Linked DNA regions of Nomascus leucogenys: region 2 is linked to region 1. The links are chromatin contacts, called in public Hi-C maps. All regions are on one chromosome and are shown on one strand. Each heading gives the region's core, a stretch centred on a gene start, on an enhancer-like site or on the middle of the called end of the contact. The rest is flanking DNA. Distances are from core to core; before and after follow the strand shown.

Region 1 (7,603 bases), core at 1,491-3,990:
TTTCTTCCCTCCCCTAATCCTCTGGCTTCATCCCTTGTAAACTAAGGGGACACACCCAACCAGAACCTCCGTCCCTCCCTGCTGTGCTCAGGGTACAGAGTCTGGAATTCCCTCTCCCAGAGCCAGACCTGATTCTGGGAGCCAGCGCAGACTTCCTCCCCAGGTTGGTCCAACCAAGGGCAAACTATGTATGGTACCTGCCCCTCAGCCTGAGGTAGGGGTGGATGGTGCCTGCCTGCGTGGGCCTCATGCATGACAGATGGGTGCAGGTCAGAAAAGAAGAGTGGCCTCCACTCTTTGTGGTCCTGCCCCAGGCCTTGCACATATAAGGAGTTTCCTAAGAAGAAAACCAGAGCAAGCATGTAGCAGCAGAGAGTGGACAGACTGGTATGTTGATGGGCAGCATTCCCACCACCAGTGCCTAGTGCATGCGGCTGCAGCAGAGGGTGCAGGAAGGGCAATGGCAAAGAAATGAGCTGGAGGGGCAGCCTGAAGGGCAACTAGAGCGTGATGTCAAGGAGTTTGGACTTTATCCCCAGGGTAGTGGAGAGCCAGGCCAGGACCAGGATCAGATTTCGCTTTTAGGATGAGCACATCTAGATGATAACTGGAGATGGGGAAAGGCTGGACTCCTGCAATAGTCCAAGCAGTGGTGTGCTAGAGCTGCCTCCTAATAGCTCACAGAAGCCAATCCTTAAAATGTCAGGAATTTTACAGCCACTTATTAAGCTCCCAAGAATTTTGTGAGCTGGTTGCTAAGACAGCCATTGTTAAATTATGTAAATTTACAATTAAATAAAACATATTAAATTATATTAAATAAATTATATTATATTAAATATATTATATTAAATAATTATATTATTTCATATTTATATTTATTTATTATTAAAATATATTATTTTGTAGTAATAAAATACTATTTATTAATAATATATTATTAAAATATATTATTTTATAATAATGAAATATATTATTTATTATTATATGTTATATTATTTAATATGTATAGTTAACAAATTTTATTAAATACACTATATTAAATAATTACATTAATATAATAAATTATATTAAAAACAAAGGTAATAAAAACATATTGCCTCCTATTTCACTACATTTTGTTATTTTCTCTGTTCATGAGGCTATGTACTCCTGTATAATCTGGGTGGTTCATTCATGCTCATCTCTTCACAACCTGGCATTCAGTGATGGTAAATTGGTAGCTTGAATTAGCCATAGTGAGAATATTTACAACACAGAAATCAGCAAGTCATACAAATCAAGTGGGTTTTTTTTTTTCTCCTTGTAGAGCCACTTGTTAAACTGTTCCAGCACACCAGTGAGTCCATTTGATCAAATGAGGGGCCAGAACACAGGGAACAGTCATGAATCCCCTAGGCCACTTGTTACCTGCCATCAGCCAATAAACCCATAAGGTGGCAGGCTCAACAAAAAAATCAAAGCAACTGGGGGAGAAAAACCTCATAGGGAGTTGAACACAAAAGTGATTCTGAAATAGCAGGAATAAGGCAAGAAAAATGTGTATGCATCAACAGAGTCTTTTCATAGTTTTCTTAAAGTAAACTGTGTTCTGGAATTTTAGTATGTACAACAAAGGCAAGAAGCATGGCTCAAGATAATGTGATGCTTAGGGAAGTATAACATTCTTGCAAGAAGCTGGACAGTCTTAAAAACCCCTCAAAACACACATTGCCTATCCAGTCTTGCTCTGCAACCACCCCACCATCCCCTCCCCATGAAAAAAGGACACTAAATGCTATCACAGTACTCTGCCTGTGTAGCTACCGACTTTCAGAATAACTTCTTACAACATAACCCAGAGAATTACAAAAGGAAAAAAGATACAGCATAGTGCTTATATGCATAAGCTTTGGAGTCAGACAGAACCGGGCTCAAACCTGACTAATCATAACATGTAGATGATGATGATGATCTTCGTCTTACGGATCGTAGTGAGGATTAGATAAATGCCACATTAAAAAGTGCATGCAGCAACAGCACATAGTATGACTTCAAAGAATATTAGCTAGTATTACTATTGCTTTATCAAGCTCCAGACCCTGAGTCGGGGATTTTTGCACGTTCTCTTCTTCTCTGGTGCTATCCCTCTCTCCTTCCTTGTCTTCTCCAGGCCAACACACACAGTCAGCTCAAAGATATGGCTGACTTACCAAAAATGCGAGGGCATGTCAAAGTACTAAGTCTACCTAGTTGTGATAAATTGCAGACTCATACTGTGCAGTGGGCTTGGCATATTTTGAAAGCATTAAATAATCCCTTTAAGGGTCTTTCTGGTTTCCCCCTTCAGATCTATAGGTCTCTTCTTTTGGCCCCAACTACTGGGGTTAAAGAGCTCCTTGTTCCTTCCCTCTCAAGTCCTGAATTGAGCTATTTGCTATCCTTTCTGTGGGCACAGTCCTTTCATTTGGGACCCTAGGATTACTGCTGTTGACTTCTCATTGAAATTGCACTATCTGCATTATAATAACCTAAGATGCCTTTCAAAACACAGATTTCTGGACCATACCTGTATTTTTAACAAGCTTCCTAGGTAATTATCACAGGTCCTAAACTTCGAGAGCCACTGAGTGGGCCCTAAAACAGCTAGATTTAATTCTTTAATTCATTCATTTATTTATCAAGCAATTGCTAAGCATCTGCTATGTGCCAGGCACTAGACTAGGAGCTATAGAGAGAGAGAGAAAGCAGGGCCGGTCCCTGCTCGTGGGGTTGGCTCTCACAGACACAGCTTCTCACTTTGCATCATATTCCAGCCCAGCCCAAGGTCTCAGGTAGAAGTGGCCCTCCCTGACTTTCCTTTGTGTGCTGCCAGAAATCCCCAGACCCTGGGCTTCAGAGCAGAAAGTTCTAACAATCACAAACTCTGACTCCACCCACAGTCCAAAAAGCACTACATTTTTCTGCCTTCAGGTGTCATTGTCACACCAGTAATTGCTGAAAGGCTCACCGTTTTTTCAGTTCCAGTGAGCCTCCGTTTTTAAAGCTAGCCCTTCCTCTTTAAGAGTGTATTATTTTGGGCTGGGGGTAGTGGCTCACGCCTGTAATCGGAGCACTTTGGGAGGCTGAGGAGGGTGGATCACCTGAGGTCAGCAGTTCAAGATCAGCCTGGCCAACATGATGAAACCCTGTCTCCACCAAAAATATGAAAATTAGCCCGGCGTGGTGGCAGGCGCCTATAATCCCAGCTACTCAGGAGGCTGAGGCAGGAGAATCAATTGAACCTGGGAGGCAGTGGTTGCAGTGAGCAGAGATCATGCCATTGCACTCCAGCCTGGGCGACAAGAGCAAAACTCCATCTCAAAAAAAAAAAAAAAAAAGAAAGAAAGAAAGAAAAGAAAAAGAAAAAAGAATAGAATGCATTATTCTGAGGGGAAAAAAAACCTTTCCCAACAGCCCTGGGGAAATCCTGATGAGCTTTGAATAAGAATTAGCAAAACCACAAAACTCCACATTTCTATTTTTTATAATTGAAAACATCCAGTCCCTTTGGGGAAAAAGAGGTCCTCTCTCAATGAAAACGACTTGAAGAAAAATTGACTACTTACTACCTGTGACATTTCACAAGTTTTATTTATCTTATTTATTTAATTATTTTTGAGTGAAGTCTCTGTTACCCAGGCTGGAGTGCAGTCACCCAGTCTCGGCTCACTGCAACCTCCACTTCCCAGGTTGAATTGATTCTTCTGCCTCAGCCTCCCAAGTAACTGGGACTACAGGTTTGCACCACTATGCCCAACTAATTTTTGTATTTTTAGTAGAGACAGGGTTTCACCATCTTGGCTAGGCTGATCTCGAACTCTTGACCTCAAGTGATCCTCCCACCTCGGCCTTCCAAAGCGCTGGGATTACAGACGTGAGCCACTGCGCCCGGCCACAAATTTTCTTTTAAGTCGGTGGTAGTACAATAACAATGAAAGCTAAATGGTTTCAGTACCGGATTATCCCAACTGTCTCTCATCTCTCCCTTTCATTTGTCTTGTTGTTTCATATGCAGAAATTTAACATATAATAAAGCAAAATAAGAATTATTATTTCAGAGAAAAATCTAAATTGTAGATTTATATTTAACATTTTTTGAATACAACATATAATTCTTGCCTCCTTCGGAGCAGTTACTGAAAAGAAAACATGTTCCTTCCATTTTCACAGAATATCTAAATACACACCTTCCATGAGTCCTGTCGAGGTGGACAAAGCAGTGGAGATGGCCTTGCAGGCCTGGAGTAGCGCCGCCCCTCTGAGCTTTGTCAGAATAAACTCAGGAGAAGCGGATATTATGATATCTTTTGAAAATGGAGGTATTGTGGTACTTGGATTCCATCTACTAATTCAAAGGAGAGTTGTCCCAGTACTGTTCCTTTTACATCTTTAATTCGAGTGATCACACACTCCTCCTTCACGCAGTGCTGTGATGGGCCAAGGCCAAGACCATGGCAAAGCCATGATCTTCATCTGGCCGGGAAATAGAACCAAAGGAGTTCTTAGCATGTCTTGTCATCATCAGACACAGCTGTAGATTCACTGTAACAAACTTTCATTATGACTTTGCCACACTAGGGGACAAATTCTTGCAGATTTTGCTTTCCCGTTAGCCACATGACCTCATCCATTCCCATGATAGTGTTTATCACTTATATACCCCCTTCTATATTAGCCAAGGATATCCCACCGTGAATCCTCACTGAAGGAAATACCTTCCACAGTGACCTTGATGCAGCTTTCCCCCTGCAGCAATGGTTAGGAAAGTGTCATTTCTGTCTTGCCCACACTTGCAGACCACCTTTTGGGAGATATGCAAGAGGTCTGCCTCCAGCTTTCCCACTTCTTCTCCATTCCATTGCTCACCCTGGTAAGGAGTAGAGGCGTAAGTTTGCGCAGGGAGTGGTGAGAGCTCTGAGCCCTTTTCAGGGAAGCAAGTCTAGGAAATAGATTAAAGGGAGGGCCAAACGGCTCATGGAATTTCTTTTCCTTCTCAGCTTCCTAATAGTCAGGGTGAAAGCTACTACCTATTCCCCTCCTCAGATAACATTTCTAAGTGTCCTTGTCATTTCAAGTCCAGATCTTAATTTTAATCTGATGTCACTGGAGGGAAAACATGCTTAGGAGCTAGGAGAGAGAAGATCAAGCAAGTCCTGAGAATGGAGCCTTTAGAAATGGCCCTGGGTGTGACCTGGCCCAGGGCAGGTCCTAGTCCTCCCAGAAGACAAAGGCCACCCCTGGTGAAGTGGCAGGGAGGGCAGTGTGACTCGGGTAGCTTTGAAGGCCAAGGAATGAATGTCTGGCTCTCTCTTGATCTTTCAAGCTTGCAGTCTGTCCCCTAATACACAAGCCAACCAGGGACTGTTCTGCCATTGCATGAAGTCCTCGGTGTGTGCACCTGAGTAGACTGCATTTCACTGAAACCTGAGAAATGGCATACCAGAACTTTGTTCTGTTGGCCTTAAAAAAAAAAAACAAACTAAAACTGCGTATCCTTACTAAGATTTTTTTAAGTGGTAAACTATATCCCTCATTTTGTTCTTCCTCCTCCTTTTCTATTAAATTTGTAATGAATTGTTAATTGAAATAGATAATTAAACAAAAACTTAAAAAAGCTTTAAAAGTTAGGATTTTATAAATACCTTTACGACTTTCATATGTTTTCCACATGAAAGTATGTCAAAATTACAGAGAGATTTTTGACACTTCCTTAAACTGTATTGTGCTATAGAAACAGAAAGCACACACTTGTTCAATTCACTATCACTGTCTCAGCTGAATCAAGTTTGAAAGGTCATTCCGCTAACAGGTTCACATTCCATCAGTGGAGTAGGTTTTGCTATTGAATGCCCCCCCCGCCCCGTTCATTCTCCTCTTGTAATCTATGGCGCATGCAAAGTTCCACAGTATCCTGTGTGTCAGTTAACAGATGTCGTGATAGCAACAATAACACAAAAATGGTGTTTTTTTATTGTTAATGCTTACTATCTTTGCGGTATGAATTAGCCTTTTTTATTTTTCAATGGGCAGTTACTCATTGACAAATGAACTTCCCATTATAACAAATAAATACTGAAAAGTAAATTTAAGTCTCAATGCTATTCAAAATGTCCCTTTTCTGTAATATGATGTGCCCCTCAAAATTGCTTGAAGGACTCAATCCTGTTGGCCTTTCTCCCCACTTGTTTAGATCACGGGGATTCCTATCCATTCGATGGGCCTCGGGGGACTCTAGCCCATGCATTTGCTCCTGGAGAAGGCCTGGGAGGAGATACACATTTCGACAATGCTGAGAAGTGGACTATGGGAACGAATGGTATATATGCACAATTCACCATAACCTGGAAAATATTGTACCTTCTTCTGGGCTCCATCAGGAAACCTTGAGGTTCAACGTCCCAAGCCACCCTTTAACTAGGGGGGCTGGCTAGGAAAAACAAGTAAGCCAAAAATCCAAAAGGGATCACATAAGGGAAAAAAATCCACCCCAAATTGTGTTGTAGACTTGTCTGATCTGTTTCATAGCGTATCATCTGAAGAACCGGTCATCCCCTTCTCAACGCACTGCTCTTGTTTCCTTCAGCAACCTAGTATTTGTGATTTCTTACTTGTTCTTGGAAATAGGCTACATTCAGAAATGACCCGAGAGAATCAGTACTGTTGAGAAGTGTGTTGGGGATGGGAATAAAGTTTCCAGAATATCATACAGGTCATCTGGAAATCTTCAGTGTGAAACGTGTGGATCAAAAGGTGTAGGCTGTAATAGCAGGGAACTATTAAGGCATTTGTGGTCTAAATTTATGAATTATTGTCAAATATCATTGCCACTATTTGCTCCAAGGCCCTCCTTTATCAGTCTACCAAACATCACTGATGATGAACAAAATGGATTGATATGCATTTCCATCCTCCCCCACCTCCAACCCCCTTCTAGCCAAGGGGGGAAGAATTAAAGCCACTAAAGATAAGTGCCAGAATAACCTACCAACCTTTGAATAATCCAGTTAGGAAAAGGAGATGGGTTAACTGTAATGTGGGCATAAATTATCCTATAAAGATGGAAGTTGGAGAAAACAAAAACCTGTGTTGATACTGTTTTTTTCTCTCTCATATTGTCTAGGTTTTAATTTGTTTACCGTTGCTGCTCATGAATTTGGCCATGCCCTGGGCCTGGCCCATTCCACAGACCCATCAGCACTGATGTACCCGACTTATAAGTACAAGAATCCCTATGGATTCCACCTCCCCAAAGATGATGTGAAAGGGATCCAGGCATTATATGGTACGATTATTACCTTCTTTCACCACTAACCCTGAAATTGGCAGGCATTCAGTCTCCAAACTACAGAAAGTGCATTTTATCTGCATTGGTAAAGATCAATCTGGAAACCACAGCCCCAACTATGCCTTCTTGTGAAGAGCTCATTTGCTAGTTATAAATATGTGTGTGATGTGTGAGTAAATTTTACATCTCTCCTTTAGAGCATATTAGACCTGGATAGCCTTAGAAAATATAGTCATTTGTCTGTTTGTGTTTTTCCTTTGAGTGCAGGTTAGAATTTACACATTGGGAGAGGTTTGA
Region 2 (7,603 bases), core at 3,751-6,250, 62 kb after region 1:
AGTTGACGGTCACTCTTCTATGTTCAAAACCTGTCCGACTTTATAAACTTGCTCAAATTACTCCTTGAGCTTGTTTTCCTGAATGAAAAATGGGGATGCTAAATACGGTAAACTATTTGCAGAAATGGCCACAGTAATTCTTACCAGCCCTGTACATGTGCCCGCTTAAATGTGAATTTGCCACTCCTTCTATATTGAAGTGGAATGTATTTTTTTATTCCTTAAATCTAAACTTCAATTTGGGCTTGAATAGGGCATTATCAAACGTAATGCAAGCAGAGGATTGAAAAATATGTACACGTTGGAGCTTGAGTTGTCTTGCTGTTAGAAACCATGAGACCACCATGTGAAGTATTATCAGCTAGTCTTCCAGAGAATGGGAGGTTATATGGAGAGAAGCCAGCCATTTAAGCCATTTTAGCTGCCTCAAAAGTCCCAGCCATCCCAAACATCCCAGCCAACCATAGATACCCAAAAGCTAGATAAAATGTTGATTTTAAGCCGCTGTGTTTGGAGTGATTTATTACATAGCAAAAGCTGATACAATAAAATAAGGATTACTAATGTGCATAAAACCTGTTACATGGTAGTAGTTCAATAAATGACTACACAAATAAATATTAAGTGATTTAGTACAATTTAAGCTTGTTGTAGAAAGGAAAAATTATCTCCACCACTGAAAATATTTCCTAGCACATAATAGCCTCCTAATAATTTTTTGAATACATTGACAGAGACTAGTTGCCGTTCTTTCTTACAGCACAGAACTGCTTTAATGTAATGAAGAATATATTTCAAAATCTCTCGAGGGCCTGTAGGGTAACGAGGGAAAGCTTCACTTTTGCCCTCTGAAGGTTTGCTGAAAATGAACTGACAAAAGGCAGATTAATAGGAGAAAAAGTCTTAAAAAATGTATTTAATGTGCATAAGCATGGGAGAATCACGGGAAAATGATTGCCCAATAATCCAATGAGGTCTGGATGCTTATATAGCCTTCTTCATATGGCACGGAGTAAATAATAAAGTTCCTTTGAGCTTGGAGGGAGGTGGTGAGAAGGCAAGGGACAGAACTTCACAGTGAACAAAGGTAGTCTTATTATCCAGTTAAAGCTTCCCAGTTAATCTCCTGGAGCTGCCCTCAGAAGAATAGATGGAAAGTCTGTCTAGGTGTGGTGATGACTCCCAGTATCTCCTCTTCTCTGGTGGTTAATCTTTTCTGGTTATTTCATGTGATTCTTAGGAAGGGTGTTTTAAGACAATTGCAATTCTTCTTGTAAGAAGCTTTCTTAGTCAGAAAAGAAAATTCCACAGAGTCCCTTCTTTCTTCATGAAGAAAAAGGATCAGAGGGACAGGGAGAAAGGGGAAGGTCAGAGAAAGACCTTGGTTCTGAGGCTTATTTCTTTTTTTTTTTTTAATTATACTTTAGGTTTTAGGGTACATGTGCACAATGTGCAGGTTTGTTACATATGTATCCATGTGCCATGTTGATTTCATGCACCCATTAACTCGTCATTTAGCATTAGGTATATCTCCTAATGCTGTCCCTCCCGCCTCCCCCAACCCCACAACAGTCCCCTGAGTGTGATGTTCCCCTTCCTGTGTCCATGAGTTCTCATTGTTCAATTCCCACCTATGAGTGAGAACATGCGGTGTTTGGTTTTTTGTCCTTGCGATAGTTTACTGAGAATGATGCTTTCCAGTCTCATCCATGTCCCTACAAAGGAAATGAACTCATCATTTTTTATGGCTGCATAGTATTCCATGGTGTATATGTGCCACATTTTCTTAATCCAGTCTATCGTTGTTGGACATTTGGGTTGGTTCCAACTCTTTGCTATTGTGAATAGTGCTGAGGCTTATTTCTAAGCTCCTTCAATTTTCTTTAATTCCAAGCACTCAACATGCCAAAGCACCATATTTTGGGGTATCGCTTTCTGTACCCCAAAAGGCCTCACAACCAAATTTTCAATATATCTAGTATTTTTTACTTAGATTTTCTGTTCTTTAAAGGTACACTGTGGTCTAGATCAATGTGAGTTACTAAATCGATATTGTTGGTAATGTCTACTATTGCTATTTTATAATAGGATAGAAAAAGATCATAAAGTATCACCAAAGTTTGAAAAGGAAGTGTTAATGGAAAGGACTGCTTCTTTACCCAGAAAGAGGGTAAGTTTTGAAGAGTGTCTCTGTCTCTCCGAAATAAGATCCAAGGGGAAAAAGAAGTTCAGTAAGATTTCCAGTAACTTCCAGCTATAACACAAAATGGAGGGAGTCAGGATGTTAGAGAAGGCAACTGCTTTGTAAGATTTTACTTTGTTAGATTGGAAACATTAGTAGTTTTCCCAAGCTCATTATCTATGCTATACTTATTTCTGAATAAGAATAAAACCCTTGGCCGGGCGCGGTGGCTCACGCCTGTAATCCCAGCACTTTGGGAGGCTGAGGCGGGTGGATCACGAGGTCAGGAGATCGCGACCACGGTGAAACCCCGTCTCTACTAAAAATACAAAAAAAAATTAGCAGGGCGCTGTGGCGGGCGCCTGTAGTCCCAGCTACTCGGGAGGCTGAGGCAGGAGAATGGCGGGAACCCGGGAGGCGGAGCTTGCAGTGAGCCAAGATCGCGCCACTGCACTCCAGCCTGGGCGACAGAGCAAGAATACGTCTTAAAAAAAAAAAAAAAAAAAAAAAAGAATAAAACCCTTGAAATGAAACAAGCATGTACATTATACATTCTTTTTTGTTTGATTCCTTTTGCTCATCATTATGTCTGAAAGTCTTATTCATATTGCTGCATGTAGGTATAATTCATTCTCACTGTTGTTTAGAATTTAATTGTATGAATATATTACAATTGATTTGTCCATTCTATTGCTAATGGACATCGGGTTGTTTCCCTGCTTTAACTATTGCAAACAGTGCAACTATGAATATTCTTGTATCTATTATTGAAACTCCATGTGGTAGAGAGCTTCTAAAACAGTTAATGGTTCCTTCCTTTGGCTATTCTTGTCCTATGTAATCCCCACCCTTGTGTGTGAAGTGGATGTAGTGATTCATAACAAACAGAATATGGCAAACATGATGGAGCGTTGCTCTCCAAGATTAGTTATTAAAGGCCGTGACCTTGGTCTTGCTGGGGATCTCTCTCTCTCTCTCTTGCTCATTCTCACTCTCACTCTTCTTCCTTGCTTTCTCTGATGAAGCCACTGCCTTGTTTTGAGCTGCCCTATGGAGAGGCTCAGTGGCGAGGAATTGAGGACAGACTTCTGTGAGGACCTGAGGTCATCATTCCAACAACTCATGAAGAGCTGAATCCTGCCAGCAACTTCACTGGTAAGCTTGGAAGTGGATTTTTCCCCAAGCAGGCCTTGAGGTGACCACAGCCCTGGCTGCCTGCAGCCTTGTGAAATATCCTGAGACAGAAGACCCAGCTCATCCACACCGGAACTCCTGACCCACAGAACCTGCAATAATAAATGCTGTTTTGGCTACTACGTTTTGGAGTGATTTATTATTAGATAATTAATATGCATGCATTTGGGAAAGTAAAGGCCTAAGAGTATATGGAAGTGGAATTGTTCCGCCATAATCTATGTATATGTTCAGCTTTAATATATACCACTAAATTGTTTTCAAAAGCAGTCGTTCTCATGTACACTCCCAACAGCAGTGTGTGAGAGTCTTTATTGAGTTCTACTGGATGATCTTTTTTATTGAGCTTTTATTATATGCCAGCCACTAAGTGCCTTACGTGTGTTGTTTCATTTAATCTTCACAACAGTTCAGTGAGGTGAGTATTACTGTTTTCTCCATTTTCAGATTAAGTGAACCTGCCCCTGTCATTTACTAAAAAGAGGCAAGCCAGGATTTGAACCCATGTCCAATGCTCTTAGCCATTAAGCCTCCCCTGAGACAGATTTCAATGCAATTATAGCCACAGAGAAAACACATGTGAAAAATAACCATCATAGCTCACTAAAGGAAGAGCAGCATTTCATCTTGTGCATAAGTTAACCACCAGCACTGCACAGGGCTGATGAGGAGAAGAGGCTTCCAGATGGAGTTAGCAAGGGGAGAAAGATAGGCAATTTGGAAGGAGGGAAAGGATGGCCCAGGCAGGCCAGGAGGTAAAGAATACGCAAGCAAGGTCAAGAGCTCTATGCATTTGGTTCACGCTGCCCTCTGCATTTCCAGCCTCGTGCAGAGATGTCATCCTTAGCAGTGAGTTGTCTAATTTTTCTGGAGCTCTCCCCAGAATAATAAAGACCCCAGGGTCTTAAATGAAGCAGTGATTTTTCCAGATACTTCGCCTTTCCCAGGGGAGAACACTACTCAGTTATCTCTCCTTGGAACTCCTTCTTTTGCTGTTTATTGTTTCTGAGTGGGATTTTTTCCTTTCTTCCTCATTCCGCTGGTGCTTGTCACCACTCTGATGGGAATTCCTCTTAAAATGCCGGCAGTCTCTTTGATAAGCCTCGCCTTGCAGACCTAAGGTAAACTCCTGGAAGGATGCCCTGAACCTCCAGCTGTCTAACCACCTTCCACAACCCACAAGTGGAGTGTTTCTGTGCACAGATCATCGGTTTTCCCCTCTTAAAATATTTGGACCTCCCTTGAGGGAAGAAAACCCTGGGAAACTCAATCTCCCTCTTTGAGATCCAAGACAGGGCCTGGCCTTACTTTTTGGTGGACACTTACCTGAGCCAGCTTAAAGCATTACATTTTAGCTCAAGTGTCTCCAAATTTCCACCTTTGAGGCCACACATTTCTCTAACATTCAAATACAATGACGAAATCCCCCATCCTGACTGCTTCTCTAGTTATCCCCTTCCTGCCAAAGCAACACCAGCACCCAAATCCTTCTGAGAACCCTGCCGTTAGGGGGATGCCTGCATTCTCTCCATTGTGTACATCATCTCCTCTCCAAGCTCCACCCCTGAGCATTGTCATGATTGTCTGTGCTTGTCACCCTTCCTGAGTCTGGAGTTCTTCAATGTGGACACAGCTCCTCCTCAATTCCATCTCACCTCTTCAGCATGTTGATGAGGGCAGCAGGTTTAAGAGGGAGATCAGAGCAGAGGAGAGGAAACCATTTACAAATGAGTATCAGACCTCACTCTTGTAACCTTGCCTGGCCGTTCTCATCTCAATATTGTTTGCTCCTGTTTCTCTTCGTGGGCCCTAGTCCCTCACAGTTGCTGTGGCCTCTTTTCTCTCCTCTTGCATCTCTTCTCCCTTTTCCTAATTCTCCACATTCAGTGACCCTGTAATACTCCTTGGGACCACTGTGAAGAAGAGAAAAGGCCTATTGCTTTATTACATCAATCAATTTTACTTCCTTTGCCTCCATTTCCTATTTCCTGAATCATGACTTTCATGATCCCAAAATGCCATAAATTATATTCTCAAGAGAAAACTGTTCACTCTAGTCTTCCAAATTCAGTGGTAGCCTGGATCTCTGAAATTATTATTTTTTTAACAGCTTCAAAGTTTCCAGTTCTAGTTTCTTAGCTTCTTGGTAAAAGTACCTATGCTTTCCCCTCCCAGTAGTTCGTAGGTAGAAGGAGAATAGTTAGCACTTTAGTCTCCCCGTCTCCTGGGAGGCAAACACAGGGGCTAAGGCTCTTGTTTTATCCTCTTTCATGGGTAACACTGTGAAGGAAGGGCAGGATTTCCAGCCTAACTGTTATAGCCATGAGTGAGAATAATATCAATTGAGAGGTGAGAAGAAAGCGTCAGTGTACAGGGGATGTAGACTGCTAAGCAATGCATTGTGACCAAGCACCACATGCCTGAGACAAAGCAGCTTCAAAGTCTCCCTGGTTATCTGTGAAAACTCCAGACACAAGCAGGATTTTGCAGCTTAAGAGAGCTGCCTACATGTTCTCTGGACTCCATTAGAGCTGCTATGGTCAACGTGCTATTCTAAGGGATTCATGCTTCACTCCCAGAAGGGCCCTTGATGACATCTGTCCCACTTTCTTGCATCATTCATCAGGCAGTGAAAGTTAAATAACATGTCTGTGATCCCACAGCTTCTCAAATAGAATTCTAAAACTCAGACCCAGCGTATGTTCCTAGAACCCAAAAGTAAAAAGGCGAATTGCTAGATGGGTGGAGACTGGCGGAAGGTGGCAGTGGCTACAGCAGGAGCTCACAACGTTAGGCAGTTAGTTATGTGGTTCTGTTATTTGTCCTCCTTTACCTTTCCGATGATACACACCTTATTAATACGTCACTGGCTATGGGGTCTGTAATCAGGCCAGTAAGAGCTATGTGATTTGGAACAAATTATTTACTTATCTAAGCCTCAGTTTTCCCAACTGCAAAATGGGAATAATAATTATAGAATTAATGTTATGAGAATTGAGATAATCTAGATAAAGATCTTAGCACAATGTCTAGTTCATCAAAAGCAATCATTTAATAATTGGTATAATATTAGAATAATTTGTATTTTTATGTTGCATCGAAATCCCTAAGGACCTGCCCCATGTGGTGGTGCTATCCATCTTGTTACTTGGTGCCAGGTAATAAGAAATCTGGGTTTTAGTCCAGGTCTCCTGCTGATAAGGAGGAGATAAGCTCTGTGTTCTTGGATGACTTGCTGCATCTTTTCAGATGGACTAAAACTCAGTCTGCATTTTATAATCACCATGTGCCAGAAATTCTAAACAATATCATCGACAAAATCTTCCTTCCCCACTAATCGCATATAGGTCTATGCTCTAAACAAATGCTGAAGTGACTGTTGAATTTTGCTAATATATATGTATATTTCAAACTAGCACATATTTATCACTTAGTAGATATTGTGTCCCACATGGAAGTTAGTTTGGAGGACTTCTAGGTGTTCAGTTAGCCTCGGACAAATGAGGACTGAGCTGCACACACATCCTTTGAATGTGTGACCGTAATGGCTTCTGTTCGCTCTGGCACAATTTGTTCTGCCAATTCCTGTGCACTACACATGCCTGCATTTAAACAGTTGATTCAAAATTAACAATAGAAGCATGGGATTATAAAGATGGGAAAACAGATCTTGAATTTCACCAATTTTGCCATTGTCTGTGACACATAGAGCTTTTATTTGTATTTAAAATTTTTCAATTGTAGAGATACACGAAAATTGCATGATAGCATTGTAATTTCCAGAATTGAGGCACAGTGGGATTTATTACGACTTTGACAAATTTAATCTTATGTTAAAGACTTTTCTTAATTATTTATATATTACTTATTCCATGTGAAGAAACTTTTCAAAATTAAAATTAATAAAAAGTGTGTTCTTCAATTAACCATGAGTCTAAATAGATACACTGTTTAACATAAATATGTAAAGATCAATTATGATGAAATTCAGACTCAAAAATAAAAACTGTAACATTATTTATTACTATGATGATTGCTAGGGGGCATACATTTTTTCCTTTTTTCAACATTAATATAATTTTCCCTTTTGTACTTGAATATGTATTTTATTTTCTATTTGTTTTCCTAGCATGCTTATCTATAAAATGTTCAGTAACTGAAAATTTTGCTTTCTGCATTCTTTTTCAGTTTATATATATTTTTTGAGACAGGGTCTTGCTCTGTCTA

Evidence for each region. Hi-C and Micro-C count contacts between places; a contact is called where the count stands out from the background.
Region 2: a contact with region 1 is called in a Hi-C map of a lymphoblastoid cell line, with 2.7 times the contacts expected there. The contact joins two enhancer-like sites. A contact is called at or near these places in 2 of 4 Hi-C or Micro-C datasets (a lymphoblastoid cell line and an unstated tissue).

Annotation. Positions count from the first base shown.
Region 1 is chr15:32,227,506-32,235,108 of Asia_NLE_v1, forward strand. It overlaps MMP20 (matrix metalloproteinase-20), which reads left to right. Exons shown (of 10, transcript XM_003253046.3): 3 at 4,192-4,340; 4 at 6,212-6,337; 5 at 7,142-7,303. Among named protein-coding and RNA genes, the nearest start is that of MMP20, 11 kb to the left of the region's middle. Within about 2 kb of position 2,741, the one cell type or tissue checked has an H3K27ac peak away from gene starts, as active enhancers do. A contact at or near this core is called in a lymphoblastoid cell line, where this site is marked.
Region 2 is chr15:32,287,106-32,294,708 of Asia_NLE_v1, forward strand. No RefSeq gene overlaps it. Among named protein-coding and RNA genes, the nearest start is that of MMP7, 19 kb to the right of the region's middle. Within about 2 kb of position 5,001, the one cell type or tissue checked has an H3K27ac peak away from gene starts, as active enhancers do. A contact at or near this core is called in a lymphoblastoid cell line, where this site is marked.